Regions from separate parts of the Zea mays genome. Here region 1 is linked to region 2. Evidence: chromatin contacts called from public Hi-C data. All regions are on one chromosome and are shown on one strand. Each heading gives the region's core, a stretch centred on a gene start, on an enhancer-like site or on the middle of the called end of the contact. The rest is flanking DNA. Distances are from core to core; before and after follow the strand shown.

Region 1 (3,288 bases), core at 391-2,890, 320 kb before region 2:
TTATTTTTGTGTAAAGCGTAAAGAGTTGGCTCCGGTACAACGCTAGGACATGTACTCTGTTTACGTATCATCATCACATTTTTGAAAACCTGGTCGTGTCAAACGCTAACTTATAAAACCAACCGGCTAACGCAGTGTAGGGACGGACGCGCGCTATTTTCTCCGGACTCCTGGCTCGTGAGTAGAGATGGCAATGGGTACAAACCCGCTGGGTTTTGCCATCCCAAACCCATACCCGTGAAAAATATCTATGCCCATTAAAAAACCCGTACCCATGACGGGTTTGAGATTTTGCCCAAACCCGTACCCATCGGGTTAGCGGGTACCCATGGGTTACCCGCGGGTTTCATCTCAATATACTTGTTCTTCTCATAATCAATAAGTATCGTAATGATTAATGAGATCATGATCCAAATTTTATGTAATGAACAACGAGTTCATGATTTGGTATAAAAATTATTAGTAGAGAGAATGAAATACAAATAATAAGTTGTATAATTAAGTGACCTTGCACTAAGTTATCCATCCATCACATATATAACACTAGTAAAAACTATAATAGCAAGCAAGCAACACTCTCACCGACTACTAATACATTCACCAGTTGATAAAGTTAGGAAGTAAATAAGGAATAACAAGTGTGTTGTTCATTTATAAAATAAAATGACAATATGCACTAGGTTTGGTCGGGTTTAAAAAACCCACGGGTTCACGGGTTTGGGTACTATAGGAACAAACCCGTACCCATAAACCCGTCGGGTATAGATTTATGCCCATTAACAAACCCGTGGGTATGAAATTTGACCCAAACCCATACCCTAATGGGGTAAAAACCCATCGGGTTTCGGGTTTCGGGTACCCATTGCCATCTCTACTCGTGAGAGAGAGAGAGAAATACTCCTCACACTCACACAAAAATAACTGACGTTGCTATCCTCTCTCCTCCATGTGCCAGATCAGTGTGCGGGCCCCGCGACGGCGACTCCCCGCATTCCAATCTGGCAACCCAAGCCCTCGTCCTCTAGTCTGGCGCTCGCTGGGGCGCGCGGACGGCACGGAACCGTACGAGCGGACTACGGAAGGAAGCGGCCGGGCCGGGCACCGGTCGCGGTCGGCCCCAGCCGACGGGCCACCCAACCGATCGATCGGCTTTGCTGCGATGCTCCCGTCCATCCCGTGGTGTACCTGCCGGGTACTCTCCTACAGTACCCGCAGTCCCGCACTCGTACATCTCGGGAACTGGATTTTGAATTCTGTTACGATCTCTTCGTTATAGAGGAATTGGGTCTACCCCTTTTTTTAACGAATCGCGCCATTTTTTATCTTCTTACTAATGTTTTCCCCAATATTAGTTACGTTTCACGACAAGTGCACTCTTATGTACGAGTAATAATTCGCGTGTTTTAAAGCAATACTGTACGATGAAGTGTTCCGGGAGCCTAGAAGTATTTTTTAGTTGGTAGGGTAGTATGAAGTGCCCACAAAGCCAGCGCACCCTGAGGAAAGGATTTGCAACTGGCAAATGGAGATTAAAAAAATAATCATAGAAAGAAAAAGACCTTGGCAAAGCAAACTTCCGCCTGCTCCTCCCCCGTCCGTTATATAAAGGAGACAACGAGGAGCCACATGGCCAGCCGGTACAACTACAAACGCACTGTGGTCTGTGGGCTGTTGCTGCCTCCAGCCTCCCCCTCATCAGCTGCTCCAAGCACCGCATCCTCACCTCCGGCCGACACCGCCGTCGCAAGGTCCCGCAGCAGGGCTCTCTCTCCGCCCACGGCCCACCGCTCCGTCTCCAGCATGAAGCGCCTGCTCCGGCGCCTCTCCCGCGTGGCCGCGGCCGACGCCTGCGCCGCCGCCGCCGCGTACGAGCCTCTCCGGCCGGACGCCGCGGCGCCCGGGAAGGCGGCCGCGCTCGCGGCCGGCGCGCGGCGGCTGGGCGGCGGCGCGCGCGTGCCGGAGGGCCACGTGCCCGTGTGCGTCGGCGAGGAGGGCGGCCCCGTGGAGCGCTACGCCGTGCGCGCCGAGCTCCTCGGCCGCCCGGCCTTCGCCGCGCTGCTCCGGCGCGCCGCGCAGGAGTACGGGTACGGACACCCCGGCGCGCTCCGCATCCCCTGCCCCGTCGCCGACTTCCGCGACCTCCTCCTCCAGCTCTCCTCCGCCTGCGCCGCCGCGGACCACCCCGACGACGACGCTGCGGCGCTCTGCTACTACTCCTAGGCTCCGGGTTCGGCTACGGCATCCCCTGCCCGCCCGCTCGCTCCGACGCCGCCGCCACCGCTCCTCCCCCCGTCCCGCCCCCTCCAGTGCGGCGGAAAGGAAAAAAAAAAGAAACATTCGCCGCATTTGCCGCGGAGGGCGTAATTGAGATTTGTCCTTGCCCCCTCGGTGAAAACTAAAAAACGGCAGCGCCAAGCGCCGCTCGTCTTCTTACTGAATTACCCCCCTGCGTGGGACGTACGACTGTGTGTGCCTGTACATACGGGAGGGTTGACTGTGGTGGCTGGTGGATCCTAGGATGGGTGGGGGTACAAAGGGGATTTTCTCCTGCAGCTCAACCGTTTTAGTGCCTGCTGTCTGGTGGGAATTTTTTCTTCCTTCTTTGTTGTTGCTCCTGCCGTGATTTTGGGTCTTCGTCTAGATCTAGCTCTCCGCAGTCTTGCTCTAGCTCTAGTGGTGGTTGTATTGAAGTAGTACTAGCTAGTTGTGACTGCTCAGCAGTGAGCACTACCTGCCTTCTGTTTCCCTCTTAGGGCTTTTGAGATCTTAACAATACTCCAATGCCGCAAGGCTAGTGATCTCGTGACTGAGACCGAGGAAAAAAATGCCAAAAGTTCTCTTACCCGTGTGTCCCAATGCGGTGCGATGTGCCGAGTTCAGTTTATCTCCGTAATTTTATTTCTGTACTCTCTTCGTGCGCTGCGGTTTTCGATGGGGGTCGCTCCCCATGCCGTCAATTAGCGCGCCAGGGCCACAGGATAGGATCTTCTGGAGTGGCTGGGCTTGCGGAGGCATCAGATGCTGGTGAACGCCAGCGCCGAGCAGCGGAAAGCAGAGGCTGTGCGGGCACCGAAATGGCATCTGCGCGCTGTGCGTGTACAGCAGCGAGCGCCGCCCGGGCAATGCAGTTCGCGCGACGGAACCGACGGCCTCGCCGCGTCCGCCGGCGCTGGCGGCTCTGGGAGCTCTGACGGGCTGGAGGCGTCCGGCTCCTCACGAACGGCCGCCACCGGTTCGGCCGCCTGCATTGTGGGAGTGGACGGATTCAGAGCTCGCGTGCGTCGTGCT
Region 2 (3,322 bases), core at 767-3,266:
CAGTATTACACCAATGTGCATTCTGGCACTGTCAGCTTGAGTTTCTCAGCTTTTTAAATAGACTGCTAATGAAAGAACCCATTTTGATGAAAAATATATCAATTTGAGAGCTTTATAGAGAAGGGCAGGCCTAGTGCAGTGGTGACAGTTGTCTCACTGAGTCACCATATTGCGGGTTTGAAACAGCCTCTCCGCATTTGCCTTGGTTTATCCCTTTCTCAGACACCACTCATGTGGGAGCCTCCAGCACTGAGTCTGCCCTTTTGAGAGTTTTATAGAACCTACTGATAAAGGGGGGTAGAAAGGAAAAATAACTATTTTGCCATATTTCTGAGGGCGTCGGAGTATAAATATATATAGATCAAGCAATGATGATACATTGCATCATTGGAGCATGTACTTGCATAATGATATATACATTAACTAGTCAATAAGTAGAGTTGTAAACCATGGTAGGATACTCTCTTATCCCAAGAACACTATTATGATTTTCCATTGTGTACATATAGCAACTGTCTCTACTCCATGGAAAACATTCACCAACAAGTTTTAGGGCTGCTGTTGCCCCTGATGTAAATATACATTTGTAGTCCCTTGGAGATGCATTGAAGTATTTTAGGACCTGTGAGGATAAAGTTTGCATCATAAGCAAGAAAAGGCTGGTTGCAACTTCTCTCATGTGCATACAATTGTGTACAACGTTAGCACCATTTTACAGTTCTTTTGATCAGAGTGAAGCATGAAAACTATATCCATACTCCTTTTCAACTTCAATTATATGTAATTGAGTATTTCTAGTTTAGAACATATGCTGAAATAGACATGTAAATAGTTGTTGTGACTTGTTAGCATAATATCAGTAACGGATGCCAATCACTAGCATTGGCTTTCTTAAACGAACTGCTGCAGTGCTAGCTGATTTTCAAAAAGAAAAAAGAAGTTCCATAATGGAAAATACAAACATAAGAAATGATAGGTCCATTTTTTTATAATATGCAGTACCTGATGCCGCACAGAAGTAACAGCATCGATTGTAGCCATGCTTGAATCGTTCTGGCTATCTTAAGGCATGTCAAAGAACACAACCACAATAAATTTTAAAAGGAAATGCATATCAACGAAAGAACAATCTCTTGTGAACAGACCTCCCAAATTTAAGGATACGAGGATTCCCATAGACATTAGACATAAGGTCTCTAGCAACATCCGTCATCTGTGCCTCTGAGTACAGTGTCGCACCAGCATGGTCCAGGTAAACCATCCCTGCTCCTCAAAACAAACACATCTTTAGAAACTAGCAAAGTAGCAAGCTGCAAACTTCTATACATGTTAAGCTTAAAATTATCCTCTTAACGAAATACATTCTCAGTCACGTCGTCAAAATTGACATAACTCCTCTTAGCCACATCAACAAAGCTCAAACTTCCTAATAAAAGAAGGTCGCGGAATGAATTTAGGAGATCGCGAAATCACACCTTCCAGGCGCTTGAACTCGGCGGCCCGCAGCTCGTCGATGCCCCTAGGCGCGTCCGGGTAACCGTAGTCCCCACCGAACTGCTTCAAGAACTCCGCCTTGCTCTGGCCCATCTCTCTCTCTCTCCCGCAACTCCCCAAATGGCAATCAAGTTATCAAATATCAATCCGACCCAAACGGATAAGATTACGCTCCAAAAGAACTTGGAGAGGAGCAATTCTTATTGCTGTCCCTGGAATTAAGTGCTACCGAGAATGGAGGTGATCACCAAATCGGGTTCTGAATTGGTTGGGATCGTGTTTCAGTTTCTCCGCTCGTGCTGGACGATAACCATACGGCGTGGGGCAAGAAAGCCAGTAGCGTGGAATCTCTTGACGGCTAGGGACCAGCGGGCGGGAGGTAGAACTGTGGAAGGCTCGAAGAGAAGAAGATGCGTAAGAGCTCGCGCAAGCAACGCAATATTCCACACCACCTCCACGGTCAATGGAGCGGCCATAGGCCATAGGGCATAGGGGAGCTTCCGTTTTCTGCAAGCGTCAGCGATGACGTGGGGAGGAGACCGAATACACTCTTGCCCCACCGCTTCTGTCTGCATGGGCCGGTCTGGGCCAAACTCGTGGCAGGTGGCCATGTAGGCCCCCAGACCTAAGCATGGCACGTAGATACGTTGTGCTATGGCCCAAGTAAAGGGGTGTTTAAAATTGCTCCAATTCTAGCTCCAATACAAAACTATAGTTTATAATTTTTTTGATAAAAGAATATTTTATTAATAACTTTAAGCACGTTACATCTAGAGATAAAGCCTTTAAAATTTCTTTCGGTCTCTACTTAAAAAGCACACAACTTTGAAACAAATAAACTTGATAACTCACATACTCTAATAATAATCAATCTGAAGACTAGACCGCCACATATGTATCCGTGGGAAAGTCATTTGTCAGACGCATCAAGTATTGTGTAGCCTCCACAACCATAGGTCGCAACTCCGCATTCTGGAAAATAGCCCATATTCGAGGCCAATGAGCAATGATATGGATAACCTGCGAGGGAGAAGAATTAGTTTCCTTTTCAAAGACAATATCATTCATGTGTAACCAAAGAGACCAACATGTTGTAGCACCACCAAGTAAGATTATCTTTCTAATATTTCTATCAAAGTCACTAAGCCAGGTACCAAACAAATTGGAGACATTAAACGGTTTAGATATCGTGAAGGGCATGTGAATTAAAGCCCATGTCATATGAGCAAACCAACAATAAAAAATAAGTGTTGAATTATCTCTTCTTCATTACAAAAGCAACATATTTTGTTTCCTTGCCAGTTGCGGCTTGCTAAATTATCATTTGTTAGTATCACTCCCCTCCTAAGATACTACAAAAAGATTTTGATCTTAAGTGGGGCTTTTATATTCCACATGCTTTTATTTAAATTTGGTACCTCACGCCTAATCAATGCTTGATAATGTGACTTTGCATAGAATTGTCCTCACGGGGACAATGTCCAAGTAGAAGGCGTCCACATCTCATGTTAGGTGAATGTTAGTGATGCGTGAAAGTAATTCATTCCATGCCACCAATCTAGACCCAAACAAAGTTCGTCTCCAAAAGATGTTAGCTTATGTTGTCGGCAATGGTTACGTGCTTCTTTCTAGTTATACTATATAACACAGAGTATTGGTCTTTTAGAGCATTTGTTCCAAACCATGTATCTTCCTAGAACATCACATGCGATCCATTATTAGTCTTGAAGGTTCCAAAGCGAAAAAAGTATTGCTTCATCTTCATCAAACAAAAAAATGTGAGTCTTCTAATTTCCATGCCGCTTGGGCAAGTGGTTTCGAGCCCAAA

Evidence for each region. Hi-C and Micro-C count contacts between places; a contact is called where the count stands out from the background.
Region 1: a Hi-C map of ear shows a contact between it and region 2, with 1.8 times the contacts expected there. The contact joins the promoter of LOC100281845 here to the promoter of LOC103638882 in region 2. A contact is called at or near these places in 6 of 25 Hi-C or Micro-C datasets (bundle sheath, ear, endosperm and 2 more).

The regions. Positions count from the first base shown.
Region 1 is chr9:116,107,037-116,110,324 of Zm-B73-REFERENCE-NAM-5.0, reverse strand. LOC100281845 (SAUR25 - auxin-responsive SAUR family member) reads left to right here and starts at 1,640. Exons shown (of 1, transcript NM_001154765.2): 1 at 1,640-2,840. The coding sequence starts at 1,801. The coding sequence ends at 2,220.
Region 2 is chr9:115,784,398-115,787,719 of Zm-B73-REFERENCE-NAM-5.0, reverse strand. It overlaps LOC103638882 (molybdenum cofactor sulfurase), which reads right to left and starts at 2,016. Exons shown (of 22, transcript XM_020544069.3): 1 at 1,476-2,016; 2 at 1,165-1,263; 3 at 1,003-1,061; 4 at 462-622. The coding sequence starts at 1,587.